2 separate regions of the Mus musculus genome follow, and region 2 is linked to region 1. A link is a contact called in public HiChIP or PLAC-seq data. All regions are on one chromosome and are shown on one strand. Each heading gives the region's core, a stretch centred on a gene start, on an enhancer-like site or on the middle of the called end of the contact. The rest is flanking DNA. Distances are from core to core; before and after follow the strand shown. Region 1 holds the start of 1700125G22Rik (RIKEN cDNA 1700125G22 gene). Region 2 overlaps Gm42192 (a long non-coding RNA gene).

The links. HiChIP or PLAC-seq counts read pairs in DNA pulled down with a chosen protein or histone mark.
Region 2: a contact with region 1 is called in an H3K4me3 HiChIP or PLAC-seq map of intestinal villus epithelium, with 5 read pairs. The contact joins the enhancer-like site here to the promoter of 1700125G22Rik in region 1. A contact is called at or near these places in 3 of 39 promoter capture datasets (the C10 cell line, macrophages and pre-B cells), 1 of 484 Hi-C or Micro-C datasets (the G1E-ER4 cell line), 5 of 115 datasets of contacts at active chromatin or transcription factors (embryonic stem cells, intestinal villus epithelium and pancreatic cancer cells) and 2 of 9 other capture datasets (adipose tissue and liver).

Annotation. Positions count from the first base shown.
Region 1 is chr3:27,151,536-27,156,147 of GRCm38.p6, reverse strand. 1700125G22Rik (RIKEN cDNA 1700125G22 gene) reads right to left here and starts at 2,122. Exons shown (of 3, transcript NR_040548.1): 1 at 1,838-2,122; 2 at 1,217-1,408. It overlaps Ect2 (ect2 oncogene), which reads left to right and starts at 2,270. Exons shown (of 24, transcript NM_001177626.1): 1 at 2,270-2,445.
Region 2 is chr3:27,281,233-27,285,844 of GRCm38.p6, reverse strand. It overlaps Gm42192 (a long non-coding RNA gene), which reads right to left. Exons shown (of 3, transcript XR_880703.2): 3 at 1,384-1,463. Among named protein-coding and RNA genes, the nearest start is that of Gm42192, 23 kb to the right of the region's middle. Within about 2 kb of position 2,279, at least 66 of the 459 cell types and tissues checked have an H3K27ac peak or open chromatin away from gene starts, as enhancers often do. A contact at or near this core is called in the G1E-ER4 cell line, adipose tissue, intestinal villus epithelium and 1 more, where this site is marked.

The DNA.
Region 1 (4,612 bases), core at 873-3,372:
TTATTTTTTGTGTATGAGTGTTTTGCTGGATGTATGTATACATATCACTTGCATGTCTAATCCTCACATTTGGCCAGAAAAAAAGAAAGCATAAGATGGAAGATCCCCTGGAACTGGAGTGAGTTAGAGGTGGTTTTGAACCACCATGTGGATACTCGAAACCAAAGCCAGGTCCTCTGCAAGAGCCACAAGAGCTCTTAACTGGCGAGAAACCCCTTAACCCTTCCCAACTCCCCCCCCCCCCCATTAACGTACCAGTGAGAGGACCTAGTGTATAAAAGCTCTTGCAATACAACCTGATGACCTGAGCCAGATTCCTCAAACCCACAGTGGAAGGAAAGAACAGATTCTTTTCTTTTGACCTCCAAGTAACTCCCCCCACATACACACTCCGGAGTAGGGATTCAAAGATAGAGGACTGTGCCTTATTTCACCAGGATCTGCACCCTGCTTGGTACAGATTGGCAGCAATCATCTCTCACACAATTATCTAAAATGCTTCCTGTCAGCATTTCCTCAAAAAAGAAAAAAACAGCACTTCCCATAGAGTGTTTTCTATATTAGGCTTTCTTTACACCCATCTATTATATCTGACTTTCTTTATATTTTTATGTCTAAAGATGTCTGGGCCTCACAGAGCCTGGGCTGGCCTGGAAGTTGGTATGCACCCTAGAATGACCTTGAACTGTAGCTCCCCTCTCTGTGGTGATGGGATTACATCATTCCTCCCAGCCCCCAACTCTGACAGGCTGTGTCTATCCCTTATTCATGCTTTCCCCCAAGCAAATACTTTCTTACACTTAATACAGATTTGCCGAGTAAATAACAACCTGCAGGTGAAGATAGTATCTCTTGTTCATTTCTCACCAAAGGGCTGCCCTCGCTGTAAGAGGCTAAGCTAGCCTTCCTGCACTGCAATCCTACACTCTCACCCAACAGACTGGGAAGCTAGCTCTCCTCGGGCAGGGCACAAAGGAGGCGGCTGCCTTCTACTTTAGTGAGGAGAATGCTTGGAATGCCAGACACACCCCAGTTTAAATTGCAAGCACACTTCTCTGGGCAAGGTCCAGGCCGATTTTTCCTTTCTTCCACTCCAAAGGCTAGTGCGGAATTCTAGTGATTGGCAGGCCATAGATACTGGTAGGCAAAAAACCCTAAAAACCAACCAACCAGACAGACAAAACTATAGATTGTTTTACTCATTCTATGAACTCACCGTAGACTTGTCGAACTGCTTAGGCTGTCAAGAAGTTCTTTTGGTTTTAAAGTAGATTTTGGGCTTAAAGTGAGTTGGCTCAGTGGTTTAAAGCGTTTGTTTCTCACACATAGGCCGTGAGTTTGATTTCCAGCACCCACCTGGTGGTTCATCATTCTCTGTAATTCCAGTCTCTGGGGATCTGGCCTCCTCCTATGTCCAAGGACAGCAGGCACTCACAAATGCACATACGTTCAGGAAAAAATAATATGTATAGGCAAAAAGACACATAAAATTTATCAATCTAAATTTCAAAAGTGCTTTAAAAACCTCTTAATGAGATTTGGGGCCTAGCAACCGATCCAAACACTTGGTAAGGTTTTGAAAGTGAAAAATAATTGTTTTGAGTCCTGGTCTCCTATAGCCTAGGCTGGTCTTGTCCTCCTTAGTACAGGCTTTGAGACCACACCCAGCTAGAAGTGTATGCCTAGGCGACTGTATTATAGAACATTCCATCTAGAAACAAATTTCAAAATAGCAATACTGATCCCAGGGGTAAAACAATCCCTTCTTTTCTAGACTTCCAAGCACAGTCACTAACATTCCTAAGCTGGGAGTTGGGGTGGGGAGGGAGCAACCCACCCAGAAGCAGTTTTGCTTCAGGAGATTCTAAAATCTCCTTATACACTTTTTTATATTAATTACTCAGATGCAAGCTTGTCTTCAAAAATAAAATCTGGTTAGTAGTAAGAGCGGATCGGTTTGCGGTGCTTGGTACTTTTTCTTGAAGTTGGAGGTGATGGCAGAGAGACCGTTCATCAGGAACTGGGCTGTTTACGGAGTAAACAAGCGGTAACCACAGAAACACCTGCTGCATCCAGAGGCGCTGCAGAGCCACGCCTCCTCAAGCCCACATCCGGGCACTCCGCCGACGTTCGCACGCTCCAGCCGTTTACCGGATTTGAAACACACTCACAACCAATCAGCCGGCGCCTCCCGAAGGCAGACGTTGGGATTGACCAATCGGCAGTCCGCCCGAGGTTCCAGCCTATCAAAAGGAGGTTGACAGAGCGCGCCAATCAGCATGGCTCTTAGAGAGAGCGACTGGATTTTTTTGAATCGGAGGCGGCAGCCTCTCTCGAGCCATGGCGGCGCCTGTGAGGGGGAGACTTAGTGTTTGAGAAGGATAAGCGAGGACTGCGCCGTCGTGGTTCCTTTTTAAAATCTCTGAGCGTGGTGAGGACTGCGGGGTGAGTGGGGGACGGGAAGGGATTCGGGAACCCGGAACTGAGCACGGGCCGTGGCGACCAAGGCCGGCGCCCCCGCCGCGGTGAGCTCCCACGGCTGCGTACCTGTCTGTCCCGCTCCCCTCCATCCTCCTTCCCCACATCCGCCTCCTGTCCTGCCCTCTGCTCTCGTCCCGGCCCTTCCTTGCGGGAGGCTGGGCTCTCTATCTATTCTGCTTCTGTCCGGCGCCTCAGGGTGAAGGGCGCAGTTGGGACCGGGATTTTGGCCTCCCGCCCGCCCGCCGCAGCCCCGAGCTGCCTTGATTGTTTTGTGGTTTCCCTCTGGAATTCCTGTAGAATTCCGATTTTCAATTTTTAAAAATATAAAACACAGGCCGCCCCGCCCCTTCCTGGCCACAGATGTGTGTGGTTAGCGGTTAACTTAGCTCCCTCAGTTAGACCCGGCTAGGAGTCGCTGTGTGAGCAACTTCCTTAGCCACAAACTGGATATGACAGTGACATTTGTCTTTTAGGATGGCTGCAAGCGTTAAAAAGTGGCAAGGGAAAGATTTAAGATAGTGACTAAAATATTGAGCTCTAAGTAAATGAGAATCGCTAATTGCACTGTTATCAATAACGTATACACTATTGTAGTTTGGGTTCCTTACTCTGGTGTGACGTGTTTATGGAAAAAAAAAAGGTTTATTTAAAAGAAAAGCTGAAATGACTATTTGTTTAAAAGAATCCATGTGTTTGTGAGACAAGATCTCAGGTACCCCAGCATAGACTTGAATTGTGGAGCCTAGGGTGACAAGGAACTCTGTCTGCCTCTACCCCCTCTTCTGGGTGCTCGGATTACAGGTGTACTTTCACCTTACCTGGTTTCTGAGGTGCCCGCGGATGACTTCATGCACACTGACTGCAGCTGAGTCACATCCCGAGTCAAAGATAGATTGTTTTTATGATCACGATTCCGTTGTGTTTATTTTTAAAAGGTCTGTAGAATATGTGAAAAGGAAGAAAGTGACCTGGTGCACTTAAGTTTGCGGTGATGTTGGGTGCTAGATGCTGGTTGTATCACTAGTGTAGCGTGTAGCTCTTTTGCTGTATATTATGGAGCTGTTTTGGTAATAAATGATCTGTGTATTTAAGCATTTCCAGTGTTTTGGGGTGTAGTGAGAAAGGGTTTAGTTATGTATCTCCTCCCTCTGTTTTGTGGGTGCTGGAATTTTAGGCCACACATTGTCAGTTGTTTGGTGATTTTTTTTTTTAAGAGGATCATGTAAACTAAAAGTATCCTTAAAGGTGCATTGTAAAGCTTTGGCACACAGTTGCACATAATTGTAGGCTGTGTTACCACACTTTTCCCCCTTTGGACTGGGAGATTGAAAAACAAATAAAAATACATGTTTTTTTTTTTTCTCCTGGAAAAAAAAGCAAACATGGTAGTGAACACTTCAGAAGGCTAAGGCATATTTGTTTGTTTGGGCAGGGATGCACTATAGCTCTGCTGGTCCTGGAATTCGCTGTGTAGACTAGACTGGCCTTGAACTCAGAGCTCCACCTGTGTCTGACTCCCAAGCTCTGAGATTAAAAACATGTGCCACTATACCTGACTCTTAGTTTTTTTTTTTAAAGGGGAAATTTTTTTTTTCTAAACATTGAAAATAGTTCTCTCCCTCCCTCCCTCCCTCCCTCCCTCCTTCTCTCCTTCTCTCCCTCTCTCCCTCTTTCCCTCTCCTGGTTTCCCCTTCCCCTCACTCCCTCTCCCCCTCTCATCTCACAGGTTCAAGCTTCTCTAATGGCTGATCAAGACACTGATTTATGGGTATCTGGCAGAATGTTGATAGAAGTCATGTTGTAACATTTCTTTAAGTGACTTAGAGCCGTGTATTTTATCCTAGAGATGAGTTTTAGGGGAGGTAGGAGGGCTGTATGAAGTTGGTCATTTGCTTCTGAGTAAGGACACCATTGGAGCTCTCCTGTGGAGACTTAAAAATGATTGCCGTGGATAAGACAAACAATACCAAGTTATGAATATTGTATGAATGAATAGTTATTTGTCCTTTCAATACCTATTGAGTTTCTTTCCCAACCTGCATTTGAGTCTTAGTGCTATGTCTGCTTCCTTCATTTGGAAACTGAGACGAGACTTCCTGCAGAGTCTTGAGGAGGCAGAGTGGAGCCAGGA
Region 2 (4,612 bases), core at 1,030-3,529, 130 kb before region 1:
ATCTGGGTCTAGGCTAGGGTAAAGAGAGAGACAGAGATAGAGATACACAGAGAGACAAAGAGACAGATAGGGAGAGAGAGAGTCGCATGCTTTGATAGTCAGCCCTACCCCCCATGGCCCACTGGGATTTCTCACTGATCCCTTTTCCCAGTGTTTCATGCCATGTGTCTGCCTCTCTCTCTCTCTCTCTCTCTCCCTCTCTCTCTCTCTCTCTCTCTCTCTCTCTCTACACGCGCGCGTGTGTGTGTGTCCTCTATGAGAGAGACATGTAATATTTATCTTCTGACGTGCTTATTTTCTAAAACATGAGACGCTCCATCCAATTTTTCTACAAAAACAATCCAGCCTCGCTCTTCTTCACTGCTGAAAAATACCCCATTGTAGCACAATTTCTTGAGAAGGGCTGGGCTCGTGCGGTTTTGAAAGGCTTCTACTAATGATTCTGGAAAGTTAAGAAGGGCTTGGGTAGTTTTCAATGTCTAGATTTCAGTTATAGATAAGCAGCCCGGTAAGTCTGAGCTGTCCTGTGTGGGTGTGCTGGGGGCTCTGCGGACACAGAGCCATGAAGAGCCACGCTTCCTGCTCTGCTCTGCAGGTTTTCCCGGGGACAGTCCTTGCACTGTGTTTCCTGTTGACAGTGGAGAAGTCAGGTTTGGCCTTGGCACATCAACTGTAGTACACAACGCAGGGAAAAGCAAGTTAAGAAAAAACAAACACAGGCTAACAAATGTGTGGGGCTGTGGGGGGCGGGGGAGGACAACGACTCACAGCTCTAGCAAAAAATGCAAAAGTGGAGCAGACATGTTGGGCCTCAGATCCACATAGATTTCCCCCACTGGTCTTCCTTCTTATCTACCATTACTTTACCTGCCCAGGATGCTGAAATATCGTGCTGCCCTCACAAAGACACAAACACACACACACACACTTACACACATAACTAAAAATAAAAAAATCTTTTTGCAAGGAAGCGGTAGTGGGAGAGAGATGACTCATGATTAAGAGCATGGAGAGGGCCACTGGGCCAGTGGCATGGTGGTGCACACCTTTAATCCCAGCACTCAGGAGGCAGAGACAGGCAGAGCTCTGTGAAGTTGAATTCAGCCTGGTTTACAGTGTGAGTTCTAGGGCAACCAGAAAAAACTCTGTCTCAAAAATAAAAAGACAAAATAAAAGGGGGGCAAAATCTTCTTGCACTATTGAACCCTTAAAAAGAATTTTACAAATCAGGCCATCGCTTCAGACATTTTAATTGCCTTCTAAAAATAAGTGCAAAGCTAAAGATATATTAACATTTTAAAATACAGTTGCCTGGCTAGAGAGAGAGAGAGTTAAGAGCATCTGCTGCTCTTGCTAAGAATGAGTTCAGATCCCAGCGATCTATCAGGCAGCTCACAACAGCTCCAGAGATCTTGCGCCCTCTTCTGGCCTTACGGTGGATCTGCACTCATAAGTGCTCATACCTACAAAGTAACACACATATAAACATAGTTTATTTTTAATTAAAATATTAAAAAAAGAAACTGTATAAAAACCCCACACAGCTTTTAGGTAACTTAGAGTGTTAACAAAAACAAAAACACAAACAAAACGAAACAAAATCAAACAAAGCAATTCATTTAAGCACCTTGGTGCTGTCTTCCCATCTGATAAATCCATTGCCTCCTTAAACCCTGCTCAGCTGTCTAGCCCTCACTTGCTTTTCTGCAATGCACACATATACAAGCTTTACTGTTGATGTACAGAGCATTTTCTGAGACTTATTGTTAGTAATTGAGGCACGGGGGTGGGCGATGCTATGGTTCACTGGAGAAAGCCGTTTGCTAACTTAGCTAAATTCCCACACCCCACGTGGTGAATAGTCAACTCATGAAAGCTGTTCTATGACCTTGATGCGTGCTCTGGCATGTATACACACACACACACACACACACACACACACACAAATAAATATAATAATTAAGATTGGAGTAAATGAAACTATATTTGCTTTATCCAGTCATCAAGGGAAAATCAGAAAAGGTCTCTCACTGAACGTGAAACTCGATGATGTGACTAGACTGGCTGACCAGCAAATCCCCAGAATTCACACGTCTCTACAGCCCTCCTCCCACGTATTTTGAGAAAGGTATTTAAAAGCTGAAGATCTAGAGGAACTGTCTGGGACGGGTAAAGCTGCCCTTAGAAAACTGAGTGCCAAGAAGCGGGCCTCCCGCTCTCTCTTGGGGAGCTGGCAGGGTCACGCGCTGTCGGCGGGATGAACACGTGTGTTCTCGTGGTCACCAGGCAGAACAAACTTTGCTCTGGGTCAACGAAACCTTTCCGCATTCTCCCAGCCTGGCTGGTGGGAACGCTTCTGAATTAAGATGGGGGAGTGTTTATCACCAGTGCTTTGCATTTCCACTGGGGTCACCTTTTGTGCTGCTGGGAGATAAGAGAACTGAACCGTTGAGCTGATAAGAGGCGCAGGCTGTTGCGTTTCTCCAGATCGTCTCTGGATCTGAGAGAAATCTCGGAGAAATGTAAACAAAACCGCAGGTGCATTTGAATGTGAAACACATTCTCCAACAGAAGCCTCGCTTGAGTGAGCTGTCCCTTGCTGGAAACAATGGGCTGCTAATCCGGTGACTCGAGGCAGCCCGCTTGAAGTGTGTGTGATCCTGGAGGCCATTACAGCTGAAATGGAAATGCTAACTAACTGCCCACCTTCCCTATAATTTCTCGGGAAGCCGCAGCCGGCTGCGATGATAAGAGCTGCTTCCAGCCATTCGCCTTCCCTCCACAGAAACCTTGACAAGCCTTATGCAAAACACATTTTATTTTAAATCTAATCTCAGGTATTCTGCCATTGGAGTCTCTCTGTCTCTCTGAGAAATTAAAACCCGGAGATTCTAAGGAATTTACCCAAGGGGCAGTGCTGAGATCGAAGAACTGACACGGTCAGACTGAGAAAAATGCAGGCTGTCTTCACAATGCACTCTGGGAAATTTGGATCTGGACTTCAGAGTACCTTAGGTGATTTATTCCCCCTGACAAAAATCCAGATGAAAATTAATCTTCCTTTTACACAGAGTGTGGTCATTTTTCTACTCTGGAGAATGTTAAAGTAGGGGACATTCTTGGAATAAGAATGGCAAGCCCCCATTTCACTTAAAAGTTTCCCCAGTGTAGAAAAAAACTTTCTCATCTATGATCTCTGCTGGACAGCAATATGCCATCAAGGGTGGGCCAAAGGGCTGGTGGTGTAACTCAGGTAGCATGCTTGCCTAGCATGCACGACGCTCTAAGTATGATCCTCATTGCTCTATGGACCAGGCATGGAGCACATGTCCTTCACCCTAGCAATTAAGTAGAGGCAGGAGATTCGAAAGCCAGGGATATTCTTGGCTCCAAAACAAGTTCAAGGACAGCATAGTATACATTCCATCTTGTCTCAGTTAAAAATAAAAGTGTGTATGTTTCTGTGTGTGTTGGGAGCTGGAGAGATGACTCAACAGTTAAGAACACTGGCTGCTCTTCCGTAGGACCCAGGTTCAATTCCTAAGCCCCACATGGTGACCTCCAACCATCTGTAAACCCAGTTCCAGATGATCAAGTGCTCTCTTCTGGCTTCTGCTGCCATTGGGCAAGCACAAGGTACACAGATATGTGTGCACCTATGAAATGAAAATGATATTTATAAAGACAAGGAAGGAGCTAGAGAGATGGCTCAATTGATAAAATGTTTATCACACAAGCATGGGGTCTGAGGGTAACCCCCAGAACTCACACAAAGTGGGTGACACCCTGGGTGTCACCAAGGCTTTCACTGAAAGAAGGCAGAAATGGGTGGAGGCAGAGACAGGAGGGTCCCCGGAAGCTTTGGGGACAGCTGTCATAGCTTATGCAGTAAATAACAAGAGACTCTGTCTCAAACAAGGAAGATTAGAACCAACCCCAGAAGTTGTTCTCTGACCTCCACATGTGGGCCATGGCATGTGCACTTGCATGCACACACAGTAAGAATAATAATGGAGAGAGGGAGAGAGAGAGAGAGAGAGAGAGAGAGAGAAAGAGAGAGAGAGCCCACACTAGGCTCTGAATCCAGGAGAGGTCTGTGTGCCTATGGTGATCACTCAGGGGTCCACAATGGGATGGTAAAATTTTCCTCCAACTGAGATTCTCAACTGAGCTGTGGAGCCACCCTCACAGTTAAGAGGAGATGTTTAGCTAGATGCACTCAAGTAGCAGGGAGCTCCTTTGACTGGAATGATCTGATGATGGACCTCTGATCTCCACATGCCCACCAGCATCTTCAGGGCATGCAGAGGAAGTAATGCATGCCACTGTCAGAGAAAGGCCATCACTGGGACCCCTCCTATCATATTTTAAGAGACAGGCTAGGGGTAGACTGAGGCTTAGACCCCTACTACAGACCAATGGTCTGCATATAAACGGAAGTGAGAAATGTGGTATGCAGATGTTTATGGCTCTCTTGGACACTGGTGCTCAAGTTGCTCTGCTGTGGGTCAAATGTCAGAGGAGCCTCAGAAACTCAAAATCCAGGCTGGCATATCATGAAACCAAGTCGTTTGGCACTTGTAGCAGGCTAGAGACTATGAGTGCCTCCTGT